Regions from separate parts of the Mus musculus genome. Here region 1 is linked to region 2. Evidence: chromatin contacts called from public HiCAR-type data. All regions are on one chromosome and are shown on one strand. The core of a region is the stretch at or near the end of the contact, and the rest is flanking DNA. Distances in the headings are between cores, read along the strand shown. Region 1 overlaps St8sia1 (ST8 alpha-N-acetyl-neuraminide alpha-2,8-sialyltransferase 1). Region 2 overlaps St8sia1 (ST8 alpha-N-acetyl-neuraminide alpha-2,8-sialyltransferase 1).

The links. HiCAR-type assays count read pairs that join an accessible place to other places.
Region 1: a contact with region 2 is called in a HiCAR-type map of Th17 cells, with 2.2 times the contacts expected there. The contact joins two enhancer-like sites. A contact is called at or near these places in 2 of 39 promoter capture datasets (the 3T3-L1 cell line and the HPC-7 cell line), 1 of 15 datasets of contacts at CTCF or cohesin (the G1E-ER4 cell line), 1 of 484 Hi-C or Micro-C datasets (the G1E-ER4 cell line) and 3 of 115 datasets of contacts at active chromatin or transcription factors (CD8 T cells, Th17 cells and embryonic stem cells).

What each region holds. Positions count from the first base shown.
Region 1 is chr6:142,913,145-142,919,535 of GRCm38.p6, reverse strand. St8sia1 (ST8 alpha-N-acetyl-neuraminide alpha-2,8-sialyltransferase 1) reads left to right here. Exons shown (of 5, transcript NM_011374.2): 2 at 5,368-5,512. Among named protein-coding and RNA genes, the nearest start is that of St8sia1, 48 kb to the left of the region's middle. Within about 2 kb of position 3,900, at least 89 of the 459 cell types and tissues checked have an H3K27ac peak or open chromatin away from gene starts, as enhancers often do. A contact at or near this core is called in Th17 cells, where this site is marked.
Region 2 is chr6:142,822,407-142,829,264 of GRCm38.p6, reverse strand. It overlaps St8sia1 (ST8 alpha-N-acetyl-neuraminide alpha-2,8-sialyltransferase 1), which reads left to right. Exons shown (of 5, transcript NM_011374.2): 5 at 1-6,858. The coding sequence ends at 481. It overlaps Gm7457 (predicted gene 7457), which reads right to left. Exons shown (of 7, transcript NR_045707.1): 4 at 5,372-5,454; 5 at 3,912-3,977. Among named protein-coding and RNA genes, the nearest start is that of Gm7457, 12 kb to the right of the region's middle. Within about 2 kb of position 3,689, at least 4 of the 459 cell types and tissues checked have an H3K27ac peak or open chromatin away from gene starts, as enhancers often do. A contact at or near this core is called in Th17 cells, where this site is marked.

The DNA of each region.
Region 1 (6,391 bases), core at 2,651-5,150, 90 kb before region 2:
TAAGACAACTCCGGGTGTCATTCCTCTGTACCATCTGCCTTGTTCTTAGACATAAGATCTCTCATTGGCCTGGAGCTCACTATATAGGCTAGGCTGGCTCGCCAGTGGCCCCAGGGAAAGAGAGGGCCACCTCCCTTTCTTCCCAGCGCTGGACTACAGGTGTATACCACCATGCCTAGGTTTTTATAAATCTTTTGCAGATTGTGTTTAGGTCCTGGAGTTAGCAAGCAAGCACTTCAGTGGCTGAGCCAAACTCTGTCTGAGTCTTCCTTCTGCCTTTTTTACTATCTCACACACACACACACACACACACACACACACACACACACACACACACACACACACCACTTAGGTATCATTTACTATCAGTATGAGAAGCATGAGAAAAGGGAAGGGAAACAAATTGCCAAAATTTCCAAAAGCTGATTGTTCTGTGTCTCCCCTTGAAAGCTGCCGAAGGTTGGACAGAGATGGCGTACTCGGTTCAGCTTGACAGTTCTTAGAGGCTGCAGTCCTAGTACCGGTACCATGATTTCTGGCAAATAGAATTGCATCCTCTTACCTCATAAATCTGTGGCAGCATTCCTGGCTAAAATGTCCTGGATGATCCCTCATCCTGCCAGTTTCTCCTAGGCCAGAGCTTAGGGCAGAGGTCACTCCCAGAACGCTGGACATAACTCAAAGTTCTACTCCTTCTAAGCAAACACAGATGTCCACTGAGTCTCTGGCTACGTCTCTCTGCAGTAGTAACTTAGCTTGTTGGTTGGCCTTCTCCATTTTAAAAATACATTTATTTTGTGTTTGAGGTTTATGGGATACACAGGGGATAAAGTGTTCACTGTTCACTGCAGCGAAGCAGATTAAGAGTTTGTCATCTGATAATTACTTTCATTTGTGATAAGAGCAGCTAAAATATACCTAACAATAAGTCTGTCTGGCATTTTAATTTTGTTATCTCTAGTCCCCCAAACTCTTGATCTTGAGCATCCTGCTCCCCACTTGGTTGATGGCTTCCTTGGCAGTCTTCTTCCTGCTCCCCACTTGGTTGATGGCTTCCTTGGCAGTCTTCTTCCTCCTCCTCCTCCTCCTCCTCCTCCTCCTCCTCCTCCTCCTCCTCCTCCTCCTCCTCCTCCTCCTCCTCCTCCTCCTCCTCCTCCTCCTCCTCCTCCTCCTCCTCCTCCTCCTCCTCCTCTTCTTCTTCTTCTTCTTCTTCTTCTTCTTCTTCTTCTTCTTCTTCTTCTTCTTCTTCTTTTTTGAGACAGGGTTTCTCTGTATGGCCCTAGTTGTCCTGGAACTCACTTTGTAGACCAGGCTGGCCTCGAACTCAGAAATCTGCCTGCCTCTGCCTCCCGAGTGCTGGGATTAAAGGCATGTGTCACCACGCCCGGCTCCTTGGCAGTCTTCTGACCCTTGAGCCACACATCCCCACTCCTCTCCACTTCCTTCCCACCCCTGCTCTCATGACGGATAGTCGAGGTTTCATCTTTTATGCTGCTGCCTTTGTTTTTTGTTTTGTTTTTGAGTCCACATACAAATGACATCATACTCTCCTTGTGCCTCTGTGCCTGGTTTATCTTACTTAACCTAATACCCTGGAGGCCTGTGCAAGTGACAAATGGCAGGGCCCTCTTGTTAAGGCGGAATTGCATTCCATTTTCTGTTCGCCCATCTGTTAATGGCATCTAGATGATCGCCCTACAGTCGCCGTTGTGAGTCACGCAGGGCGAACACAGGCTCCTTTATGAGGTGGTGATTTTATCTCTCTTGCGTGCGTATCCAGCATGAAGACAGCTGGGTTATGTGAGAATTTCATTTTTCGGTTTCTTGCGGAGCCTCTGTATTCTCTTCCACAGTGCCTATGACACTGTATTTGTATCAGCAGTGCGTGGGGCTCCTTCTCTTTACCCAGATGTTTCTTGCTGTTTGCTCTTTGGAGATGGCTATCAGTACAGGTGTGGGCTATGACTCTCCGGGGCTTCACCACACACTTCCCTGATGGTGAAGGAAGCTAAGTCTCTTTCTGGGTGACTGTTGCCTGCTGCTTTTAATTTTGAAAAAAAGTAATTGTGTATGCGTGAGAGAGATGGAAAACCAAAAAAAGTGAGGCAGAGTGAGAGGAAGGAAACCCTGGCGAGCCTGGGCAGGTCGGGGGCAGGCTGAAGTAGGTTCCATTACTTCTCTTCCTTCAGCCTTGCTCTTGAGGCAAGGCCTCCTTGCGACTGCCCAGCATGCTTCAGGATAGCTGACCTATCCTCTTCCATCACCTGACTCTGTCTTTGCATCCCATTCCATAGTGGGAGGATCAAGACCACAAATGTATGCTGCCATATCCAGCACCCCTCCCCTCTCCATGTCAACCCTGGGTTCCAGGTATCAAACCATGCCATAAGGCCTACATAGCAAGCACATTTACCCTTGAGCCTTCCTGGCCTTGTTTTCCATCTCTGCATCTTTTGGGGACAAGTTTCTGTTTGGTTCCTGGCTATGACATTATTGGTTTTCCGACTATTGAGCTGGAAGAGTTCCTTATAAAACTTGCCTTAACTTACTAGACACATTCTTGGTGCTCCCTGTGTCTCTCTGACTCTGTCTCCCTGTTTCTCTGTCTCCCTGTTTCTCTGTCTCCCTGTTTCTCTGTCTGTCTGTCTGTCTCTCTGTGTAAGTTGCTTTTCCATTTTCTTGTTTGTTCCTTTTTTTTGTGCAGAGCCCTGAAGATTGCTGTGGTTTCGTTGGTTAATCTGTGGTTGTAGCTTAAGCTTGTTTGCCCTTTCCTTATGTTTTCTGAAGGCAGATCTTGCTTTCTTAATTTTTGAGTCTACTTTCACATCTGAAGAGCCTACCACAATGTTACCTAAGAATTAAAAACAAAACAAACCCTTCATTACACATCCTATGATGACATTCCAGCCGATGCACCTAATGGCTCCGCTTTGTTTTTATTCTTGTGTAGCCCAGGGTGGCTGTAAATTTCTTATTCTCCTGCCTCAGCCACCCAGTGCTGGAAGTACAGAGTGTCCCTGGTTCAACTGCTGCTTTCGAAGTTGTTGCCGTGGTCTCTGTAGGTGGCGAGCTGGGTTAGGCCCCTCCGGTCTGAGGCATGTGCGTGGGCATCTTCTCTTTGTGCGCCCTTAGCACCTCATAGGTCAGCAGGACAGGTGGGTGTGGAGGATTTGTGGAGAGAGAGAGAAAATGTTGGAGAGGCGCCTGCACTGAAGAGAGCAACAAGATTGCAAATTTGCAATGTTTCTGGAAACATTTGTCCTCGAGGAACACCTGCTATCCTGCTATTTTTTTTTTTCGTCTAATTCTGCTTTCTCCCCTTAAAGGAATAAGAAGTCATTCATTAGCCTATCAAACTCGTGTAACTATTGGCTTAGACACTGGTTTCATTGTCTGTGACTTCATAAAAATGTGCCTGGATTTTTTTTTCCCTGTGTGGTTGTTTTTGTTTTGGGTTTTGTTTTTGCTTTTTATAATTCAGAGAGGAAACACACATGAACGTGATTTGTAAGCTGTCAGGTGCCAGGCAGAAGGCAGTGCTGTCACTCGACATTGGCAAGGTTTCCTTTGTGATTCTTTATACTGAGTTAAAGTGGAGTCCAGGTGAGAGCTTCAGTCCGGATGCAAGGGTCTGGTGAAAGCCGGAAAGACTTGAGAGAGAGCCCCATCCAGCCATGGTGTTGGTTGTGTGAGCTGAGACAGACTGTGGGGAGAGAATCATAAGGCTGCCCAGCTCCATGGTATGGTGGGAACCGAGTGGAAGCCCTGTCCAGAAGGCGTGTGCTGTCTGGCAGGCACTGGGCCCATTTGTGCAAAAGATTCCTTAGGTAAAGAAAGGGGAAGTGGGTTGGTATGGCTCTGAGCAATTGGCAAACAGAGAGGAAACAGCCTAGACATGGTCGCAGAGGTCTGCATGTGTGTTCTTCCTGTGGCCCAGGCATGTCTTTAAACCACAGGTGGTGCATTTTTGTAGATGCAAATGGAATTTAATGACACTCACAATAATTTTCGTTGCTCAAAGAACAAAAGAAAATGAGATATCACCAGACCCGTGACAGGAAACCCAAACTCAGTGCATTCTCCCTAAAGTTTACATTCACGCGGGTGGGACGTCTCTCTGTATTAAGAGATTGTTTTTTATCATGTAGCTTACTAGAGTGCTCTTTTGACAAAATATAGGGATAACTTGTGAGCTGAGCATGGTTGTGAATAGTCCTTAGCATTCAGTAGTCAGGAGGGTGATGAACTTAAGACCAGCCTGGTATACACAAAGAGAGCCTGATGATAATGGCAATGATGTCGATGGTGGTGGGTGGGACAGGAAAGGGAAGAACAGTCTATGATCAATGGAATGCTGGTATAGTTGCAAAATATGGCATTAACATCTTTGATGTGGGGGATGGTAGGGGGTAAGACTTTTATCCCCTGCCCTCTTCCCATTGAAACTAGTGTGAAGGGGAGGCCAGCCAAGATAACCTAGCATGTCTAATGAGATGTTAGTTACTCTCCTCTGGCAACTCACGGTCACACCAGCAGTGTGCTTTAGTAGGTGCTTCCTGGTGCACTCGAGGTGTGCCATCGTGTCTGCAGTTTGTCTTCCCAAGTGCCAGCTCATTTCCTCATTAAAGCTCAGCGCCTGATGGGTTTACCCATAGAGCAGTAACAAGGCCAGTAGTTGAGGAACCAACAGGAGTCTACAGGGTAGAACATTCAGGGCAGGCAATCCTGAGCGAGGGCGCTATTTCGAACACGGAGGGTGAACAGCCAAGGCAGAGGTCAGAGTGTTCAACTGTCAGTTTCCACAGAGGCTTACGTTAAAGGAGTGCTGAAGACAGTTTGCCTCGCCATTGTCTTAGACCATAGTGTTCCTTTCACGCCTGCTTCTATTCAGAGGGGCTGCTGAGGTCCTCTCTGTAATCGAGCCCTTAGTTTCTGGCATATTAGTTTGGACCACGCCATTTCATTCGCCTGTAGCATTCGTCCACACTGTTTTTAACCACCCGATAGTTACAGCCTGACGGCAGGTGTGTTTCTGCTGCCACAAAAGCCTAGTTGCCCTTCAGAGCCAGCTCAAGTCTTTCCAGGACCCAGATGGCTGGACTAATCCATGCATCTCCAAGGGTCATGCATATGTTTTGCCTCTGAACATATTTCAGACACACCTGAGAGCTAGAATGTTTTCCTGAAATATTTTTAAGTGAAATATTACTCAGTGACTGGGAGTGGGAGTCACTCAGAGTGTGATCTGCTCTGTGGAGTCTGCAGAGTGAGCTGGCACTGGGGTGAGGCCGCACATTCCTGTGCGGATGACAAATGAGTGACCCGGCTGCTCACTTAACCTGCCGTTCTCGTCTTTTTCTCTCCTAGGAGACAAATGGAAGACTGCTGTGACCCTGCCCATCTCTTTGCTATGACTAAGATGAACTCCCCCATGGGGAAGAGCCTGTGGTACGATGGGGAGCTCTTATACTCGTTCACCATCGATAATTCCACGTACTCCCTCTTCCCCCAGGTGAGTGGAGTCTGTTGCATTGTGATATGATTCACTCTGTTTCTCACGACTGATAGGATGGGGGTTACACGGCTCTGCTAGCCCACTGGGCTCTCCTCTCCCATCTTCTTTCCTCATCTTAATCTTGCATACCTTTTTCTCGTGTCTTTCCATGTTTCCTGCTTTGAGGCAAGGGTGGAAGTAAAATATTAGCAAGAAGGACCGTATAGATCCTCAGCTATCTGTCACTTAGACCGCAATAGGATGAGAGTAAGGCAAAGGCTGGTCAGGCCATGCTGGCATCCTCGTGTTCTGATGGCAGTGGTGAAGATTTCAGATGCTGGAATGTTTTCTTAGGACTGACGCTGCCACTGGGGAATGGGGACCCTGTGGCTTCCCAGGATCCTAGCTTGCTGTCCTTGTGGCTTGATTCTTGCTATGGGGTGGAGGACTCTTGGATACGGAGAGAAAGGATTCAGTCTGAGCACCTTGGAAGTGCTCTAAGCCAGTCTGCTTCCTCAGGGTTTTCCTGCTTGGCTTTCTGAACACTGTAGTAACACAATTTTTATTAACTAGTTTGAAAAAGACAAGTTTTATTTTAGAGACCTGTTGGCGGAGGGTGGGGAGATCTTTGGTAAACAGCCATTAGGGAGAAGCTAAGAAACGAATTTTGGTCTTCCCAAGTCTTTTGGGTAACCTTAGATTGGCCAAATGGTTGCCTTGAAAGAGGATCAATGGTCAGTCAGGGTTAGATAGTAGGACTGAGCTTCAAGTAACCTGAAACGCATAAGTAACAAGCACAGCCCTAAAAAAGAGGGCCTGTACATTTGTCCCATTAGATCCAGAGTCACGGCCTCTGCAAAGTGAGCCCATACTGCTGAGCATATACCCAAAGGCTTC
Region 2 (6,858 bases), core at 2,440-4,939:
AAACCTGCTGTGGTCCAGAAAGAAGTTTGTGGACAACATGAAGATCTATAACCACAGTTACATCTACATGCCTGCCTTTTCTATGAAGACAGGCACAGAGCCGTCTCTCCGTGTGTATTACACACTGAAAGATGTTGGAGCCAATCAAACAGTGCTTTTTGCTAACCCCAACTTTCTTCGGAACATTGGAAAGTTCTGGAAGAGTAGGGGGATCCACGCCAAGCGCTTGTCTACAGGACTCTTTTTGGTGAGTGCAGCCTTGGGCCTCTGTGAGGAGGTGTCCATCTATGGCTTCTGGCCCTTCTCGGTGAACATGCAAGGGGACCCTATCAGTCACCACTACTATGACAACGTCTTGCCCTTCTCAGGCTACCATGCCATGCCTGAGGAATTCCTTCAGCTTTGGTATCTTCACAAAATCGGCGCGCTGAGGATGCAGCTGGACCCGTGTGAGGAGCCGTCACCACAGCCCACTTCCTAGGGACTGCAGAAGAAGAAAGGACGGGATGGGGGATATTTTTGCTAGGTTTTTTTTTTTTTAATGTGACTTCTAAAAAGAACTGCCAAAGTGTGTCATGGATTGGCATGATAGGAAACAAACAAAACCTAAGCAAAACTGCTTTTGATGTTGGCTTGGAGAACAACAAGAAATAAAGTGTCCCGGGGAATGTTTTTATAGTGTTGTGGATTTGCAAGCGGGACAACCCCAAGGAGACGATGATGGCAGAGCACATGTCTGTGATTCAAATCAAGAAGATGTGATTCGAGGACCAGATGAACTCTTGTTGCTGAGGCCGAGGGGCCCATCATGGCAGCCTGTGGGAGATGCTGGGATATTGCTGACTGTCAATATACACTGGCATCATAATCATTTTAAAGATCCGTCTTATTGAGACTGGCATTAGAACTATAGGTTTAAAAAAAATTATTGTTGATTTTTGCCCTGTTCAGGGCTATGGGTGGGTAATGGTATAGACTTACAAAACCCTTCCTGCTGATTATTGTGATTTGTTAAAACAAGTCTTTGATGACTATAGTCCCCTCCACTAGTACGGTTTTAAATAAGAATCACTTCTTACCTCCTTTTGGTTAAGTCTACTTAGCATGAAGCTCTGTTGAGTTTAGACTGTGTTGATCTATTGTCTAGATCACACGAGCCATTTCTTCACATCAGAAGTTGAGAGGGAAACTAAATTTTAGGTCCCCATTACATCAACCCATTGGCTCTGTTATTTTCATAGAATCACTAGACCTGCAAGTACACTGTTTACTTATAAAGTAGCAGAAGCGCCCTCATCATTTAATGAGAGGTGACGTAGCTCACAGAGAGTGAGAGCTTCATCTTTAAGATAGACAAAGGCAGGGCCTTTTCCTCTCTAACATGAATATTTCCTTCCACGATAACTCATGCGTGTATACGCATATGTATACATGCATGGATTATCTTGTATACATATATATGTACATATATATGTATACACACATGAATATAGACACATACACTTTGACACTCTCTACACTTTCTACAAAGTAATCAAAGATTATTCTCATGAAACCATCAGTACTGAGTGTGCATGGCCTAGAGTCTGTAACCAGTATTGGAGAGCCACATGTAGTGTGGGCTCCATTCCATGTTGACACAGTCAGGCTGGCATGGCAGTTGCTGTCAGCTTGCCTGTCAGCACAGGGTGCAAGGCTGACCCTCAAATACATAAATCAGAATGTGAACCCCTCTCTTACTCATAGTGCCTCCCTGCACCCCAAAATTTCATGAATGGGCCCTGTGTTGAGCCTAGTGACATGTGATGTGGCTCTTTCAAGGAAGCAGGTAGGAACCACCAGCCGTTTAAGTCCTTAATGCCGAGTGGGTGGGGCCGTTTAAGCAGCTTGGTACATCAGCTTTGACATAGCTCGGGAGCTTTCCTGGCAGATTCTGGCCCAGTGTGCTTACTGTAGGTAAGGGGGTGAGAAGGGGGTTCTCTTATGACCTTTGTGCTGTGAGATGTGCTAAGCTCTGAGGAGATGTACGAACCCATTTTATTTTTTCAACTGTCGTCATGATAGAGGTGAAAACGACTCACAAGTTCTGCCTCATCTTGGAGGTAGAAACTCGGTGTATCGACCATGTCTATGAAAAGCAGGGGGCTTTAAAAGGAAGGTTAACTTACAAGACAAGCAAGCCCCTGAGATGTACCCTTGGGGTGGGGGATTTCCAAAAGTGATCCAATATTCAGGCTACTCTATGGATAGCATTTGAACTGAGGAAACTGGGCGGCCTGATGGTCCGCTCGCTGCTGTGCAGAGCTGGCTTAGTGTTTCCGTTTGTGTGACAGCATCAGGATATCTAGAAGGCAGCATGAGCTGTGTTATTCGTATCTGCGCAACCCTGACTACAATCTCGTTTTGAGCTACTGGTATTTAACCATTATCTAAGGAAGAAGACATGTTCATCAGTAGACTTCATCAGAAGTGTAAAAGGGCTAAGAAAACATCACATACAAAGATTTCATTAAAGATGTGTTCAGATGAATACATTAATTGGTCAAAATCTAAGCAAGAAGCTCATAACAGACCACTGTGCACTGAGAGAACTGTCTGGGAGCTTTAGCTCTCCATCTGGTTCCTAGAACAGGTCCGTGTGTTTAGTCTGTGCAGTTTTAAAGCCACTCTCTATGGGATTTGAATGTCAGAACAGATCTGGCCAACACTGTCTGTCCTTTTTACCCGAGCAGACTGCCCTTCCCTCAGGTGCCATCAGGACCCCGAGGACACTTTCAATTGTTATGACCAAGAGTGCTCACACTTGTAGTAGGGAGTGACCATGAATGCTGGTCCAGTAACCACAGGTCAGCCCCTTGCCACAGAGAATGACTCAGTAAAGTGTTAGTTGTGTGAAGGCTGAGGAACCCCAGGCTAGACCAAAAGGAAAGCTTGACTGCTCCTGTGCTCTGTCCTTTAGGCCACAGGTATAACGCTGATGTCATGAACAGGATCTCTGTGGCCTTTCGTTATTTTATAGTGACAATTCACTGGTATGTCGTATGTAACTTTATGTGAGTCTGGTTAAATGATGTAGCTAAACAAGTGTGTGTGTGTGTGTGTGTGTGTGTGTGTGTGTGTGTGTGTGTGTGTGTCTATGTGCATGTATGTGTCTATGTGTGTATAGCTGTGTGCATCTGTTTAGCATTATTTTTAGTAAAATATGTGTTCCTAAGTAGAAGCCTCTCCAGAATCATCCTTTAGAACATTCTAGAGTAGCACCTTACTCTTAAGAGATTGGGTATTATTCAATCCTGCTTATTGAGATTTAGGCCTTCAGCTTTGGGCCTAGTCCACTATTTAATGTATTTGACCTTTAACTTTCAGCTCAGAAGGGATTTGGGTTATGATAGAAATGTTTAATAGGAACATTAATTAATTTCATTGTGTCTGGCAAGAGATGACACCCCACTCTACCACCAATTAGATCAGTGCTTTAAGTGTGTGTATGTGTGTGTGCACATGCATGTGGAAAATAAAATTGCTTCATGGAGGAAGGAGAGAGAATGCAGAGACTGCTAATGAATACTCAAACAGGAATTCTCTTTTTGAGTCAACCGCGACTTAAGAATTTGTTGATTCTCAAGCTCCCAAGTGAGGGCGGCTGCTGCTTGATTTTAATCACACTTCAGTAAAAATTAAGCTAGGTGAAGAGCGAGTCATCCCAGCAGAAGGAAAGCTTTTACATGAGAGAGCTTTTCTCAGAAGATGACTCTTAGTGCTTTGCCAAAGTATATTTTTAAAAAATTGTGTGCCTAAACCAGATTGTTCACGTTTATGACTTTGAAAAAGGAGGGGGCACGGGAGACTCTCACCCTTGAGGCCTGAATGCCCTTGCAGGGTCCTGAGTTCAGGTTCTGATGCACACTTACCCACACACAGCTAACTGTTACTCCAGGTCCAGGACAGCTGGTGTCCTCCTCTGGTCTCCATGGACACTGAATGCAAGCAAGAACATACACATAATAAATAAATGAATGAATAAATAAATAAATCTTAATAAAGGTAGAGAGTTAATTCTCTAAAATGGCAGATGTTCAGGTAGTGTCCTTTGTGCTTCTTCGCTGGGAAGCCAGACATCTATAGTTTTATTTTTTTCATGTTTGAAAATACCAAGTTCATAGACTCTTCCACTGGCAAATCATTGTCAGGAAAGATCTAATGAGAAAATCAGTCACGAGTCCACTGAATGGTTTTTACCTTATAAAATACAGTGCTGTGGTATAGATGCTTCCCCAATGGTTTTTACCTTATGAAATACAGTGTTGTGGTATAGACGCTTCCCCGCCAGAACCAGGTAAGATTACTTCTCATCAAAAAGCCCAGAGATCAAGGGCTGTAAAGCTTTGTCTGAACTCTCAAGGGCAAGTCTGCAGTAACAAAGACTGAGGATGCTGTTGTGTGTTTTTTCCTGCCCAGAGTAGTCAGAAATGTGAGCTCCAGGCAGCCCACATCAGGGGTGGAAGCAAATTAACAATGTTTGACACCTGCAGCCCAGGTTGATGTGGCTAATCGGGTCAGCAGTAAATCCTCTTAGAAGTTTTGGAAACTTGATTCTGTTGTATGCTCAGGAGAGGAAGAGGCAAGGTGACAAGGGAGGTGACCATAGTTCCCAAGCTCTCAGCATCCACGGGGACAGAGGGGTCTATACCTTTGTTCTTGATGACCCTCTTGTCCAACAGAGGAGCTGGCTTCCACTGAGGGCTGAGCTAGAAGCCCCCACTGCCACTTATCTCTGCCCTATCACAGTTGTTGTCTTCCACTGGGGGCTGAGCTAGTAGCCTTGCAACGACAGGAGCCTCAGCATGAAAATTTGCCAATAATTTAAAATTTTGAATCACCAAACATATTTTGCTTTGATTTTTTTTTTGCCTAGGATTGCACTTGCTAATCTTGTGGCAGAGTCTGGTCACTGTGGCCCAGGTGTGACCCTGCATACGATCATACGCAGAGTTCTTTTCTCTGTCTATATGGGTGGACTTCCAGAGTCCCTGAATCTATGGAGATAACAAATACCTCACAGTTCCTGTGCTGTGTCTTTGAAAGTCTGGAATTCCGAAGTCCAGAATATGTCTATAAACTCCTAAATGTGAGGCCACAAGATTTAGTCTCAGCCCTATACAACTCCTGTTGTGTAAGTGGGAGAGTCTTATATCTGTACATCACACACACACACACACACACACACACACACACACACACACGAATAGTAATAGTGTCTAGTATCTGCCTTATTCTCAGCCTTAACATGTCCTCTGACATTTTCACACACATCCCAGAGATAAATGATTGACACATGGCACAAATGAAAAGGTTATCCCGACTACTGAACCTTGCTCACTGTAATAAGGACGGCATCCCGCGCCTCCTCCTTGTTGGGGTTCTCGCTGCTGCTAGCATTTGTAGTTTCTTCTGCTGTTATGGCAAAAGAATAAATAACATAAAGAAGTGAGCTGTAATATTGTGAGCATTTGAATAGCAGCCCTTGACTCTCACTTGTGGGAGCACAAAAGAAGAATTGCATTTTACGGTTGCTTGTTTATCTAGACGGTCAGTCTCTCTGTTGTGTTAAAAGCCTTCCTGGATTTGCTTTATGGTTGAAGCTGTTGGGACTCAATCAATGACTCACAGTTGCTTGAGAGTTTTATGGTGTGATATCCTGCTTCTGTGTAATTAGAGCTCCTCTGGATATCTCTCACTTTCAAATGTGTGTTATCTTAGCAACTGTTTCAAGATACCAGGAGATGTGTTGCCATGGGGTCTTTCGGGTTAGGATGAAGAGATGAAGGATGTGGCGTGGACTAGGCAGCTGTATAGAGAAAACTCAGAGGTGGTACCTGGTTTCCCATGTGGGTCTAAGCAGTCTTGGAACCTCCAGGTTCCTGCCTCCTCCAAGCAGTGCCCTCCTGGGTGCCTGAGCTTGGTGAAATAAACCTACACATATCTCTCTGTCACCTGCCTTTTGAGTCATACTCTCAAGATGAGTTATAGTTTAGTTTTCCTATCAAGATGGTGGGAAATGTCACCTTGATGTTGACCACTGGATGTGGTTACCATATACGATGTACACAGCAAGAGTTGGTGTCAACTTCCTGTCCCCATGATTCCCAAGGGAGGCCATGGCAGCTTAGATTCATTATCCTTCATGTTTTAGTTCAATCTCTCTCTCTCTCTCTCTCTCTCTCTCTCTCTCTCTCTCTCCCTCCCTCCCTCTAGACCCCCTCCCCTCTTCTCCTCTCTCCTTCCCTATGTTATTTTTTGCCCACAGAATATAGAAAAGTATATTGACTTGGTAGTGGGGAGTGGCAGAGGGTGCCTTAACTTTTCCTGGCTCGGCTCCCCACTTACATAGCTCCCTCATGTGTTTGTTACTTTGTAGATGTTTCCATGTCTGCCCAACTTTTACCTTAATCATCAGCAAGGACCCTTTTACATGTAGCAAATGGGACTGTTTTATAGACATTTACAGTAGAGTATAGGCCTTGGAGAAGTCTGATGATGGTGTGTAATACCCTTTGCTGCATTGTTGAACATTTTTCTAAAGTCTTTTAGGTGATAACTACAGAAGTATTCCTAGAGTTAAGGATTTCCTGGAAAATTCCAGTATTCGTGGAAGAAAGGAACCAACCTATCGCTGTTTTCTGTTCTGTCTTCGGCACTGATAGGCCCTCTCTCCACATTTAGGATGACTGGCGGCTACCGTAGTTCACACAAGGATCTTACACATGAGAAGGGGAAAGAAAGGATTCACATCACAATATTTTAAAGCCTGCTTCATCTTTAACAAATTCTGAAACACCGCTAGACTTAGGCTTATCA